Regions from separate parts of the Sus scrofa genome. Here all the other regions are linked to region 3. The links are chromatin contacts, called in public HiChIP or PLAC-seq maps. All regions are on one chromosome and are shown on one strand. Each heading gives the region's core, a stretch centred on a gene start, on an enhancer-like site or on the middle of the called end of the contact. The rest is flanking DNA. Distances are from core to core; before and after follow the strand shown.

What was found. HiChIP or PLAC-seq counts read pairs in DNA pulled down with a chosen protein or histone mark.
Region 1: a contact with region 3 is called in an H3K27ac HiChIP or PLAC-seq map of alveolar macrophages. The contact joins the promoter of FAM161A here to the promoter of XPO1 in region 3. A contact is called at or near these places in 1 of 5 promoter capture datasets (fetal skeletal muscle), 1 of 47 Hi-C or Micro-C datasets (fetal skeletal muscle) and 2 of 2 datasets of contacts at active chromatin or transcription factors (alveolar macrophages and skeletal muscle).
Region 2: an H3K27ac HiChIP or PLAC-seq map of alveolar macrophages shows a contact between it and region 3. The contact joins the enhancer-like site here to the promoter of XPO1 in region 3. A contact is called at or near these places in 7 of 47 Hi-C or Micro-C datasets (heart right ventricle, liver, omental adipose tissue and 2 more) and 2 of 2 datasets of contacts at active chromatin or transcription factors (alveolar macrophages and skeletal muscle).

Annotation. Positions count from the first base shown.
Region 1 is chr3:79,949,523-79,954,183 of Sscrofa11.1, reverse strand. It overlaps FAM161A (protein FAM161A), which reads right to left and starts at 1,486. Exons shown (of 7, transcript XM_003354802.4): 1 at 1,068-1,486. The coding sequence starts at 1,274.
Region 2 is chr3:79,905,891-79,910,378 of Sscrofa11.1, reverse strand. The region is part of intron 1 of COMMD1 (COMM domain-containing protein 1); the gene reads left to right. Among named protein-coding and RNA genes, the nearest start is that of COMMD1, 5.8 kb to the left of the region's middle. Within about 2 kb of position 2,653, at least 6 of the 83 cell types and tissues checked have an H3K27ac peak or open chromatin away from gene starts, as enhancers often do. A contact at or near this core is called in alveolar macrophages, where this site is marked.
Region 3 is chr3:80,252,068-80,256,807 of Sscrofa11.1, reverse strand. XPO1 (exportin-1) reads right to left here and starts at 1,792. Exons shown (of 25, transcript XM_021087484.1): 1 at 979-1,792.

The DNA of each region.
Region 1 (4,661 bases), core at 237-2,736, 300 kb after region 3:
TGGTCTCAATCTGCATTACTCTGGATAACCTCAAGTAGTTTATCTGTTGGTAAATACTACCTATAAAAAGTGTTGCTACAGATTTTCTCATTAACAGTGTGGATTAAAGAGATTAGAAATCCAAAATATCCAGTGATTTCTATCAGCCCTAGACCACAACATTTTGAATCTGAAAAAGTTTGGACAAAACGTATTAAAAATCTTATGGAGCTCTCTTGTGACAGTGGATTATGGATCTCCAGTCATCACTGCTATGGCAGGGGTTTGATTCCTTGGCCTGAGAACTTTCTCATGCCTTGGGTGCAGCAAAAAAAAAAAAAAAAAAAAATCTTTAACTGGGTTTAAGGAGGTTTATATATGCAGATTGCTAGGTAAAATTCAAGATTCCCACCTTTTAAGTGAATAGAGCAGATGGCAGACTTGACCTGGTGGACAGGGGTTCACAACACATTTGACACTGAAAATTGATCAGTGAAAAGACTGTCTCACCCTACCCTGAGGAACCATAATTTATTGGAACCTCAGTACTTCGCTTCTCTGGAGGCTTAACTATATCTGTGTCTGATCGACCCACTAAACTCTGGATGGTTTTAAAAACCATCTCTCATGTATTGTATTAAGATGCACTAATAACCAGGACATCAAGGTGACAACAAAACACACCTGACAGCACAGCTGATTTCCTTCCGTTTTATAGGTTATCCTCTATGAGATCGATTTTCAAGTTGAAAAGAAAAAAAAAAAAAAGAAAAGCTGTATCTACCCCCAACAGACGATGGAGCATAAGGAGTAAAGTTCTGTACTTTGCACTCTCTAGAAATAGAGAAACGTAAATCTCCAAGAAAATTTTGCATCTCTGGCTAAAATTAAAAGACTTTTCAACGCTTCGATTTTGAGCATTTTCTGTGGGAGGAGAGAGAACGCAGTGGGCCAGGCTCACCAGGTTAGGGAGGATCCGAATAGTGCGCGCATTTCCCAGCCAGCGCCTCACCACTGGGGTCGCAGACCAGCCTCCAGCTGCACCCCGCCTGAGCCCAGCCCCAGCCCACGTCCCGCCCCTGCATTACCGGCGCCCGCGCCGGCCGCTCTGCCTTCTCCTCCTCTTCCTTCTCCTTTTCTTCTTCCTCCTCCTCCTCCAAGGCCGCCGTGGCCGCAGACAGGGACTCTAAGGGGTCTTTACGTTCGTACTGGGCAATCTGCGCTCCGGTGTTGGGACTGACCGGGGTTTGGAGACTGCCAGCCGCCAGCTTCGCAGTTTGGTGCGAGGCGGCCATTACCGCGCCTCCGAGGCCTTAGCGCCCGCGCTGGCCTGGGGCGGGGAAGCCGGCGGCTCCTGGCTTGGAGTGGTGGTTACTAGGGGCCTGGTAACTAGGGACGCTACAGGGGCCGCGAGCGACCAAACGTCACTCAAAACCCGCGCACGCTTCGGGAAACCCCGGAGCCTCCTGGATAGTGGGAATCAGGACTGAGTCTTTGCTGGCGTAGAGCGTTGGCGGACGGAACAAGGCACCTCTTTCCCTTTGCGCTTCGCCGCCTAAACGCAGACTTCTCACATTATACTAATGAGTTACTCTTTTATGGGGGGAGCGCATTTTTATTCATTGAAATAACATGTTAGGAGGAAACGGCGGTGGCACAGGAAAACTGGGGATGTTACTGTGTTGCGGCCTCAGGCCTGTGGCAAGGTTTGCACCCCGCTAGCTAACATGGCTCCCGCGAGGTGGAGCGGGTGAATGGAAGGGAGTGCCTCACATTCTACTCTGATTGACTTGAGAGCTGGCAGAAGTCAACGAATCCGGCTAGCGATACTTTCCGCCTGACCAATGAAAGCCCAGAGTTGGGTAGAACCTCGCCAGTGAGTGACAGTGCGGGTGTATGAACCCAGTGTTTGCTGCTTGGGTTCATTAGCTTTATAGTGGTGGGGTCCAAGTGTGCAAGCTCCCAGCGATAACAACAGACAAGCCTCTTCTCCACCACTCCCGCATCAACTTTTCCCACCTGGAATTTGGGTGCTTCGCAGGCGCCTTCGCTCTACACCCCTCGCAGGTAAGAGGGGCCTAGCCTTAAAATAGCGAGCATGTTGCAGTCTCAGCTACCTAAGCCCCTACTTCCTGAGACTGAGGCTGCAGCAACCTCCCCAGCCCTATCCTTCCGCCTCCTCCCAGGCCTGGCCCTTCAACCTGCCGCACCACTACAAAGTTAAGTATGCGGCGCTCCATATCTGGAACCTCTGAGATCTGAGCCCATCATACCAAGCCTTTCTTGTTCGCCTGGTCTAGAGCGTGAGCACCTGCAAAATTCCCAACCCCCTCACCGTCTTCGGGCTGCTTTTTGTTTTGGCTGAGCATTTGCTTCGAACACTGGAACAGATTCTGGCTGGATTCTGAGCAGAAGCCAGAGCTGGAAGCCCTTGAAGTATGGATGCCCCAAGTGACCAAAGAAGGGACTTCTAGTTCTTTGCATGCAGCTAATCCTGTGGCTGCACGCGCCCCTCTTAGAATTTGCTAGGATTTATTGTAAGCCTGGCCCCAAATCAGCAACGCAGATCTACATGCTAAAGCACTGAAAACGGGAGATTAGGCTAGGCTAGGTTAGAATACAATAGGAGGAGTAAGTGTGGAGAAACACATTGTATGTGTATGTGAAAGACAGAAAACCTTCCATTTACCAGCAGTATTCTAAATTTGCAGGTATCTAATAATATAGCCTCAAAATATATAAAGCAAAATGGACATATGTACAAGAAGAAAATAACAAATCTTACATCATCACAGGAAGACTTATTTTTGTACTTTTCTGTTTAGATGTAACATATACAGTGTAATGAACAAATCTTAAATGTATCGTTGCATAGGTTTTGACAAATGCATGTACTTATGACATCATATTAAGATATAGAACATTTCCATCATCCCAGAAAGATCCTTTGTACCCCTTCCCAGTCTCTTCCCCATTCCATTCCCTTGACAGCTCTAGAACGTCATATAAATTTGTGTGTGTGTTTTGTTTTGGTTTTGTTTTGTTTTTAGGGCTGCACCTGCAGCATATGGAGGTTCCCAAGCTAGGGGTCCAATTGGAGCTACAGCTGCTGTCCTACCCCACAGCAACAGCAACTCGGGATTTAAGCCACATATGCAACCCACACCACAGCTCACAGCAACGCCAGATCCTTAACCCACTGAGCAAGGCCAGGGATCAAACCCACAACTCATGGTTCCTGGTTGGATTTGTTTCTGCTGCGCCATGACTCAAACTCCTTTTTTGTTGTTGTTGTTGTTGTTGTTGTTGTTGTTGTTGCTATTTCTTGGGCCGCTCCCGCGGCATATGGAGGTTCCCAGGCTAGGGGTCCAATCGGAGCTGTAGCCACCGGCCTACGCCAGAGCCACAGCAACGCGGGATCCGAGCCGCGTCTGCAACCTACACCACAGCTCACGGCAACGCCGGATCGTTAACCCACTGAGCAAGGGCAGGGACCGAACCCGCAACCTCATGGTTCCTAGTCGGATTCGTTAACCACTGCACCACAACGGGAACTCCTCAAACTCCTTTTTTAAAAAAAAAAAAATATATAAATTGAATCATACTATATGTACTTCTTTTGCTCTTAGCTTCTTTTCAAAGGCCTACTATTTTTTGAGATTCATCCACATTGAGTGGATATGAGTAGTCTGTTCCTCTTTAATTGCTGAATGGCATTTGCTGAGATAATAGTTTGCCAAGAATCTCCTCCATTATTTTGTGCTATTCATAATGTGACAGTTACAGACAAGGCATACTCTTAAATTTAACCTGCCCTGTTAACATTGTCTTTATTACTTAAGTTTATTCATTCACTTGTTGTTTCCTTTTTTTTTTTTTTTTTTTTTTTTTTTTTTTTTTTTTTTTTTGTGGCTGTCAGTTTAGGTCCTTCAGACTTAAAAGAGACTTACTAGGGGAAATTCCTGTGAAAGATAAAGGGAGAGGAGTAGGAATGTTTTCAGGCCAAGATTATTCTGACGTCTTGGAAAAGAGAGAGAGAAGGAAGAATAATTGTGTAGGAAGAGGTTGAAACTACAGTGAAGGTCTGAGAAGCTCTCAGCCAGCTAAAAAGAGAGCTCCAGCAAAAAGATTGCTCACAGAACAGAAATGGCAGACCCTACTAGCCCTGTCATCTCAATTACCGGCTAGTGCTCCTTCTGAAGAGCACATTCTCAGATGGAACACTGTGGGAAAACCTTAAAGTACTGTGGCTGCAGGGTATCGGCTAGAGGTATGCTGGTAAATAGTTAATGACTGGCTCTCTGGGAGAAAGTGTGTGTGTGACTATGCTTAGAAATTTTAGTAACATAAAGGATTGCAGCACACAACTTAAAAATAAAATAGGAGTTCCCGTTGTGGCTCAGTGGTTAATGAATCTGACTAGGAACCATGAGGTTTCGGGTCCTATCCGTGGCCTCGCTCAGTGGGTTAAGGATCCAGCATTGCCATGAGCTGTGGTGTGGGTCACAGACGAGGCTCGGATATGGCATTGCTGTGACTGTGGTGTAGGCCAGCAGCTGTAGCTCTGATTTGACCCCTAGCCTGGGAACCTCCATATGCCACAGGTGCGGCCCTAAAAAGAAAAGAAAAGAATAGTGAAATCCCTTTCAGTTTTGTAGACCTGAAGAAGAAATGAAACAGAC
Region 2 (4,488 bases), core at 1,404-3,903, 350 kb after region 3:
CTAGGCTCAAGATAACATCTGATTCCAGTCTTCATTTACCTTATAAACAGCAGTGAAGGATAAAACAACTCTGATTTTTATAGAAACATAAAAAGCAAACATGATTTTTAAACAAAAAGGCTTTGAGCAGAGATAGAATGTCCATCTTCGATGAAAGAGAACATACACAAATGAGTATGATGCAAAGATGCCATAGTATTTGGAAATAGAGATCTGAGTGGACTGCTGTGGACAGAAAAGAGGTATTCTTTCTGGCAAATTTTTTGGAGATGCCATTTTTGTTACTCTTGAAGAAAGTATAGAGATATTTTAGATTGAAGTGAGGGCCAGCCACATAGAGCATTTAGGCTAAGAAAATAGCAAAGGTAGGGCAGGAGAATATAGAGTAGTTTCAGGAAATGGTGAATGGTCCAATTTGACCATTGCACGGCTGTACCTAATATGGAGTATTAGTGGAGGTGGCAAGAAAAAGTGAAACAACTTTTTAATCCTTTATTCCTACTAACCTTTATTCCTGCTTTTTTGGCAGAGTATACTTTTTCCCTTCAATTTAAAAAATTTTGGTGGGGAGGGAGCAGCATGGATTGGGAGCTTGGGGTTAATAGATGCAAACTATTGCCTTTGGAATGGATTAGCAATGAGATCCTGCTGTGTAGCATTGGAAACTATGTCTAGTCACTTATGATGGAGGATGATAATGTGAGAAAATAGAATGTGTACATGCATGTGTAACTGGGTCACCATGCTGTACAGTAGAAAAAAAATTGTATTGGGGAAATAATTAAAAATAAATAAATAAATAAATTTTTGGTAAAATACACAAAACATAAGATTTGTCATCCTAACCATTTTAAAGTATACAGTTCGTTGGTATTACATATGGTATACATAATGTTGAATACCATAAATAATATAAATATAACATAAAATAATGTTGGTATTCATAATGTTGTGCATCGATCACATCCATCTGTATCTATAACTCTTCACCTTGTAAAACTGGAACTATACCCATTAGACAATAACTCCTCATAACCCCCCCCCCCAGGTCCTGGCAACTACTATTTTACTTTCTGTCTCTGATTTTAACTAAGTATCTCATCTAAGTGGAATTATACACCATTTGTCTTTTTTGTGACTGGGTTATTTCATTGAGTGTAATGTCTTCAAGGTTCATCCATGTTGTAGTATATGTCAAAAATTCCTTCCTTTTTAAGGGAATAATAGTCCATTGTGTGTATATACTACATTTTGCTTCTCCACTCATCTTTGGGCACTTAGGTTGCTTCCTTGTTTTAACTGCTGTGAATAATGTTACGAACATGGGCGTACAAATACCTCTTTGAGACTCTCCTTTCAATTCCTTTGAGTATATACCCCAGGGTGGAATTAATATGGTAGTTCTATTTTTAATTTTTTGTGAAACTGCCATCCTGTTTTCAACAGCAGCTGTGTCATTATACATTCCCACCAACACTGCACAAAAGTTCCGGTTTCTTTTTTGTTATTTTCTGCTCGAGTTTTTGATAGTAGCCATACTAATGAGTGTGGAGTGGGCAGGGTAAACCTTTTTACATATTGATGACAACAGGGTCAAAACAGTTCTTTCTTTCTCTTTCTTTCTTTCTTCTTTTCTTTCTCTCTTTCTTCCTTTCTTCCTTCTTTCCTTTCTGTTTTGTTTTTTTTTTCTTTTTTTGCTCCTTTTTCAGCTGCATCTGTGGCACATGGAAGTTCCCAGACCAGGGATTGAATCCCAGCTGGAGCTGCGACCTACACCCCAGCTGCAGCAGTACAGGATCTTTAACCTGCCATGCCACAGCATGAACTCCAAAACAGTTCTTTCTTTTGTCTATGGAGTCTCAACAATCTTAAATTCAGCAGGCAGTCTAGAAGAAAAGCAGTGAGGAAAAATACTAAAGAAAAAAATGTGGGAGTCTAAGCAGAGGGAAAAAAACTGAGGATAAAAATGGAGTGGTACTTCAATTCTCACTTGGTTGCCATACCTTTCAATCATCTATAGGTCATCAAGTTCTGTAGAGAGTGAAAATGAATAGGAACAATAGGTGTAAGAGGAAGGGAAGGGAGGGATGTGTAACTCTCAGCAGGAAATAGACTGTGGGTTCACGTTATCAGGCTCCTTACTTCCAGCTGCCTGCATTCATTTATTTCCAAGATATGTTTCAAATTTAGATGCTTCCTAAAGTGCAGCCTTTCCTTCCAGCCGTCACAGTGTGTGCCCAGGTGTAGTGTATTGATTGCTCACATACATACTGGTCCCTGTTTTCCACTTGAACTAGAGCTTTTCTACACTACTTGGCTGGTACATTGATCTTTGTAGCTTTGCCTGTTGATCACAAAAGGGCAAACCTTTCTTTCATCTGCTTGTAGATACTTGAAGCTGACTATTCACTTGCCTTAGGGCAAGTTTTATTTTTTAGTAGCTCCCAGGAAGCAGTGAAATCAGTTGATAGTGGTGCATTTAGTTAGGGAAATGACATCCTTTACAAATACTCTACTATTTTAATCTAATTTTGTTTGCTCACATTTATAAGTTCAACTTCTCACAGATTGCATGCTCTGTGTTTCTTGTTCCTTCTGTCAACCTTAGTTCTATTTACTAGAATTCTAGAGAAAGATCTTTTCTAGGAAGTTGCACTTGTTCAATTATATTCCGTATTCACTACTGCCCTCTGTTGGTGGTGATGTATTTACTTAGTGAAATATCATTAAAATTTTTAATGAAGTGTGTTGAATTTTCTTTTGTTGTGGATATAATCCAATATTCAGTTGTCAATTAAAATTAATTTTTTAATTTCTTGTTTCCTCTGTAATTTTAAAAAATTGAATTATAGTTTATTTATAGTATATTAGTTTCAGATATATAGCATAGCGATTGTTTTTATAGATTATTCTCCATTTAGAGTTAGTACACGACCTCCTGCCGTGGTGCAGTGGGTTAAGGATCCAGCATTGTCTCTGAGATGGTACAGGTTTGATGCCCAGCCTGACATAGTGGGTTAAGAACCTGATATTACGGTAGCTGTGGCATAGGTTGCAGCTATGGCTCAGATTAGATCCCTAGCCCAGGAATTCCATATGCTGCAGGTGTGCCCCCCCCCAAAAAAAAGTTATTACAAAATAATGGCTATATTTCCCTGTGCTGTACAGTATATCCTTATTGCTTATTTATTTTATACTCTTTTCTTGATAATTTGAAATTCAAAAATGTTTAGATCCTGTTTCATTTTTATTCATCTATTTTTTCTTCTTTGGGTTTTATATATTTTACTTATTTAAAAAACTTTTTGAGTTAATTGTAAATGGTCTGACCTTTTTTTTTTTATTTTTTTGGCTTTTTGCCTTTTCTAGGGCCACACCCATGACATATGGAGATTCCCAGGCTAGGGGTCTAATTGGAGCTGTAGCTGCCAGCCTACGCCAGAGCCACAGCAATGTGGGATCCTAGCCACGTCTGGGACCTACACCACAGCTCACGGCAACACCAGATCCTCGACCCACTGAGCAAGGGCAGGGATCGAACCCGCAACCTCATGGTTCCTAGTCGGGATTTGTTAACCACTGTGCCACGATGGAAACTCTCATTCTCTGCTTTAAAGTGATTTCCTGTGAGGTCTCCCCTGGCTTATATACAAAGAAGCTAACTCTTCCTCCGCCACTCTATTACCCTTGATTTACTTTTTTTCATACTTAGCACTAACTGAAATTATGTGCTTACTGGATTGTTTATATGTTGATTCTCCTATTGGAATGTAAGCATTTAAGAGGTCAGGACTTTATTATTATTTTTTTTGTTCTTTATCATTAATACCTGAAACTGTTTCTGGAGTGTGGTATACATACAGTAAAAATCTGTAGAATATGTGAACGAGTGGATACTGCTTAAATGTGGAGATTGCCATTAAAAAGATATACACAGTGGGAAAACCTACACTATTTCTGCGTGGGGAGAGCTGGAAGGTATAATAGTCCTAATCGGGGATCGGCAAGCTATGGCCCCTGGGAAAAACCTAGCCTGCAGCCCATTTTTATAAATAAATTTTCATTGGAACATGGCCGCATGTTCACTTACTTACATTTTATCTATAGTAGCTTTCACCACTATGAGTGGTTGAAACAGATCTTGTGGCCTTCAAAGCCAAAGATATTTTCCATCTGAACCTTTACAAATAAGTTTTGCTTGCCCCCCATCTTAGAATCTGTTCTTAAATTCATAATGGTTAATATTTGGGAACAATATTGTATATGTTTTATTTATATATATATATATTTTCCCCCCTGCCGCATGTGCCACATATGGATGTTCCTAGGCCAAGGGCTGAATCTGAGCTGCAGCTGCAACCTACGCCACAGCTGCAGCCTATGCCACAGCTGTGACAATGCCAGATCCTTAACCCACTGTGCTCAGCTGGGAACCGAACCTGTGCCTCAGTAGTGATCCAAGCTGTGGCAGAGCCAACACCAGATCCT
Region 3 (4,740 bases), core at 543-3,042:
GAGAAAGACTGCTACTTTAGGTGTGTGGGCAATTGCCTGCTTCATTCAGTAGAAACACACCTCACTAAGGCCCGCCCTCCCCTCTCTTCCCACCCGAACCGATCCGCAGCACTTCTAACTATAGCATACTGGAGCACGCACTCACCCCGCCCATACTCGGAGGAGGCATTTAGACCAGGCGCCTGAAGTTCACCGCCCCATTCTCAATGCAGCATGGCCTCTGCGTGATCAGAGGTCCGTGCTGGGCAGATCTTTAATGCTTCCTCTAGTACACCGCTTCCTTCCACCCACCCCAAACTCAGACATCGGAATGAAGCAGAATCAGGATATTGTCCACTGTACAGCGCCAGCAGTAAACGTTTTGATCACTTAACACACTCAAGTCCGTGAAAGCAAAACTACAGCATGGAACCTCACCTGCAGATTCCCCCCCCCCAAAAAAACCAAATAACCTTCCCTACTTTTAATCCTACTTTGCAAAAACCCAAAGATTCTGAGTTTCCCTGCAGGAGGAGCAGGCATCAGCCCCTCCCTCCCGCGATCCCAAGCTCTCCACCGAGGGGCCACGTGATGCAGGCGGACGTTTCAATGCTGCTGCACTAAATATTTCTGGAAACTTCCACTCCTAATAATTTCCTGAGATGTTCCTGAAATCACCCTAACTTCTCCCCGGCCCCTTGGGCTGGGGAAGCCCTTCCACTCCCGCGCCGGGCCCCACTTCACTATCACGCTCCTTGCCTTCCTCCACCGCTACCCGCACACGCGAATGACCCAAGCAAGCGCTCCCCTCCCGCGGCCGCCTCCCCGCCTCCATCCCCCAGCGGCAGAAGCGGCTCCATTCAATCGCAGGCTGTGCTGTGGGCCCGCCGCCGCCTCCCCGGCTCGTCTCCCGCGGCCGCCGCCGCGCCCCACACCAGCCTCCTCCCGCCCGGCCGCGCCGCCGCCCGACCCTCGGCCCCGAAGACACAGTCGACTTACCCAGAGATTGAACCAACTGCTTCTTCCTTCCTTGTCGGGGGATTAGGGCGAGGGAAGATGGGGAGGGGGGGAAGAGGGGAGGAAATCAAGGTGGGTTTCACAGTTTCCCCACCTTAAAAAAAGAAATTAAAAAAAAAACGAAGGCGATAAGGGCAAAAAAAAAAAAAAAAGCTCAATATTTACTATCTCAGGGACACCTCCCCCCGACACACACACCCACCCTCCCCCCCAAAAAAAGAAGGGGAATTAATATGTGGAATAAATGCTCCCGCCTGGCTGGGGCGTGAGGGAAGGGGGAGGGGAACCGGGTCAGGTCCCAAAGATTCAGCCCCAGGGGGACCCTCCAGCCACAGGCGGCAGCAGGAGCGGCAGGAGTAGGGGGTGTAGAGTCCACACGGTCGGGGGACGCTCTGCTGCCAGTTACAGTCCGACTCCCCCCTACCAAAATACGGCTCCCTCTCTCACGCGGCTCCGGTGCTGGGCCCCCCCCACCCAGGCTCGCCTAAACTTTCCCCCCTTCTCTTGCTCCTCAGCGACTGGTGGTTCCCCCCTCCCCCTCTGGGTGGTTGCACGGACTGCAGCAGCAAAGACTGGAACAGGCACCGCCGCCGGGGCTGTAGCTACTGTTGCTCTTGCTGATGCTGTAGCTCCCGCTGCTCCTGCCGCGGCCGCTGCAGCCGCTTCTCCCCCTCCTCCTAGTGCCTCAAACTCGGAACCGGTTGAAACCGGTTCAGACTGGGAGATTCCATCTCGGTTGAGTTTTCAGCCCATGGCGCCGCGGAGCGTTTGGAACCTGGGCCTCCGCCCCCAGTCCGCTTGCCCATTGGCCGCTTCCAGCCATAGCCGCGCCATCAGCCTACCTCCTATTGGTCATATCGCCCATCAATCTCTGCTCTAGGCTCCACACGAGCCCGCCGCTTCGGCCCCCGCCTCTTTCCAGCAGCGATTTGCCCGCAGAGTGGGGGAAGGGAAGTGGGGCGGGTCGCAAAGGAGCGAGGAGGGGGGGTGGAAGAGGAGAAGGTGGGACGAAGAGCTAAGCAGAGCAGAGTAGAGAGCGAAGAGAAGCCGCGCGGAAGATTGGTTCGAGAGGTCTGTCAATCAAATATAGCCCGCCCTCAACTTCCCGTCCTCCTCCCTCCGCTCCCCCTCCCAGGGCTTAGCCCGCAGGCCCGGCCTTTCCGGCCCGTTCATTGGCTGGGCGCCTTTGGTGACGAAGCGGGTGGGGCGCAGCTCGTGAGCTGGTGGAGGCGCGAGTTTAAGCGCGGCGCGCGGCCGCCTGCGTCCGCTCGGCTACTCCCGGACTCGCGTTGGTCGGCCCCCGCCGGCTCCCGCCTAGCTGCAGGGCCTTAACCCGCAGTGGTCGGGACCTGTCCCCCACCCATCGGATGGGGGCTGTGCAAAAACTAGGGCACACCCAGTTTTTTTTTAATCGGAGAGGGGCGGGGTGGAAAAAAGGAGCGAAAACAACACAACGGAGGCCAGTCGTAGGCCCCAGACCGGGTTTGGGGCCGAGATGTTGAGAGGTTGGGGTGAGGTATGGGGCACGCTCCCTTGGCGCCTCTTACTCCTCTCCGAGACGTGGGAAAGTTACCTAAGTAGTTCTTGGGCAAGTCTCCTTCAAATTTTAACTCGCCGTCTCCCCAGGTTGGAATTTGGCTGCTTCAACAACCAATTCTTCCTAAAAATTAAGACACTGTAATCCCTGTAATTGGTTTAACATCCTGTGCTTTTTGCTGGGTAAGCTTGAGTGCCAGCTGCCCTTGATCTTCCTTTACCTTCGCTTTTTCCTTTCGGGTAGTTACCCTTCACAAATTTCATCATCACCAAGTAGTATTTTCTATGAAAGTCACACGCACGTGGCCCTTCACATGGTTGTCTCTCTTGTCCGCAAGTGCCCTCCAAGTAAGCTTTACTGATTGTTCTTTGCTGAAGAAACAGCAAGCAGCCCACCAACATTTAGTAGGCCCATTGTGCCACCAAGAGGTTGATAAATGGTTTATTAAATCACAGTTTTCTTCAGCAAATTCTCACTTACAGTGGACAAAGGCTAATACCCAAACACTGCTTAAGAGTAACTCTCTCACCCTCCAATAGGTTTGCCAAAATGATGTTGGATTACTTTGAGACCTAAGATTTTTTATTCATTGCTTAGCTTGAATGGTATCAAACCAAACTGTATTATGTATGTGACGAATACACTGATCATCTGGAATACTTACATCCTATTACAGGACTGTCCTGTTTTTTAAAAAGTTTTTCCTCCACATTTTCAGCTCTTGCACCAGGCCACTGATTTTTTTAGATGCCAGAACAATGAATAAAAATCGACTGGTTTGTAAGACCTGGCTTTGCTGAGAATGTGACCTTGGGCAAGTCTCTTGACCTCTTTGGGCCTCAGTTTCCTTTTCACTCATTAATGAGACTCATATCATCCATGCCTGTCTCATCTGTATAGAGATCAAATGGGTGTGAAAGAGCAGTGTGGCCCATAAAGCACTAAATAGTCCCAGTTTTCTGTCCTCTTCTTTAGCTCTTCTCGTCTTTAAGTCATATCCCCTAGGAGATCATATCTCTCTGGACCATAGTTAATCAGATGTAAACATTTAGCCCATTATTTTTGCCTAGAGTTAGCCAAAATGGAGTATTCAATATAAACTTATTAACAAGCGCAAAATGAAGTGACTGGAGGAGATAATTCTGTATGATCACTGTGTTTTCAGAATCAATTTCAGAAAACATGTCTGACATATTTAAAATCCTTTTTACATTATCTCCATTTGTTGGAAACAAGACTTCAAAGGTTGAAGTGGGCCATGAATAAGGAAATGTTAATAAACTGTATCAAATGCCTGCCTGCTTGTCTAGCCCTCTGTTAGAGACCTTTCTCAACAATTTTCAATGAATTCTTAACAGCAGCAATGTGAGGTAGTTGTTCTTTTTCAGATCTTGCTCCTGCTTCCTCCGGACCCTCTATTACATGTACTGATGCATTCACACCACCCCACAACAGTTGAGTCAATTTAGAACCCATTTGTGTTCTTTTTACTAGTCCACATTGTCTCACCAAACAATGGCATTCCTCAGAAATAAAAGAAACAGAAACTCACAAATTCCTTTTTACTACTTGCCACTTATTTCTATTAAAATCTCTTTAATTGAAAAACTAATACATGATCATGTTTAACAATTCAAACAATAGAGAAAAGTACCTACAGTAAAAAGTAAAATCCTGGAGTTCTGTCGTGGTGCAGTGGAAAGGAATCTGACTAGGAACCATGAGGTTGTGGGTTCAATCCCTGGCCTTGCCCAGTGGGTTAAAAATCCAGAGTTGCCGTGAGCTGTGGTGTAGGTTGCAGACGTGGCTTGGATCTGGGGTTGTTTGGCTGTGGTGTAGGCCAGCAGCTACAGCTCTGATTAGAACCCTAGCCTGAGAACCTCCATATGTCGCTGGTGCGGCCCTAAAAGGACAAAAGACAACAACAACAAAAAAGTACTCTTCATGTGCACCCCGCCCTCCCCATTCTTTCTTTTGCCCAGGGATAATCATCATTAAGAGTTTGATGTGTACGCTTTAAGATATCTTCTATGCATTACAGATATACTTGCTTTGTGTTTTCTTCAACATATAGGACATCATACTATATATATTATTTTGCTACTTGCTTTTTACCTAAGTCAGAATGTATAAATCCACCTCCTCCTTATTAATAGCCCCTGGTCTCCCCTATCTTCTCAGTACTATGAATTACTCAACCATTCCCC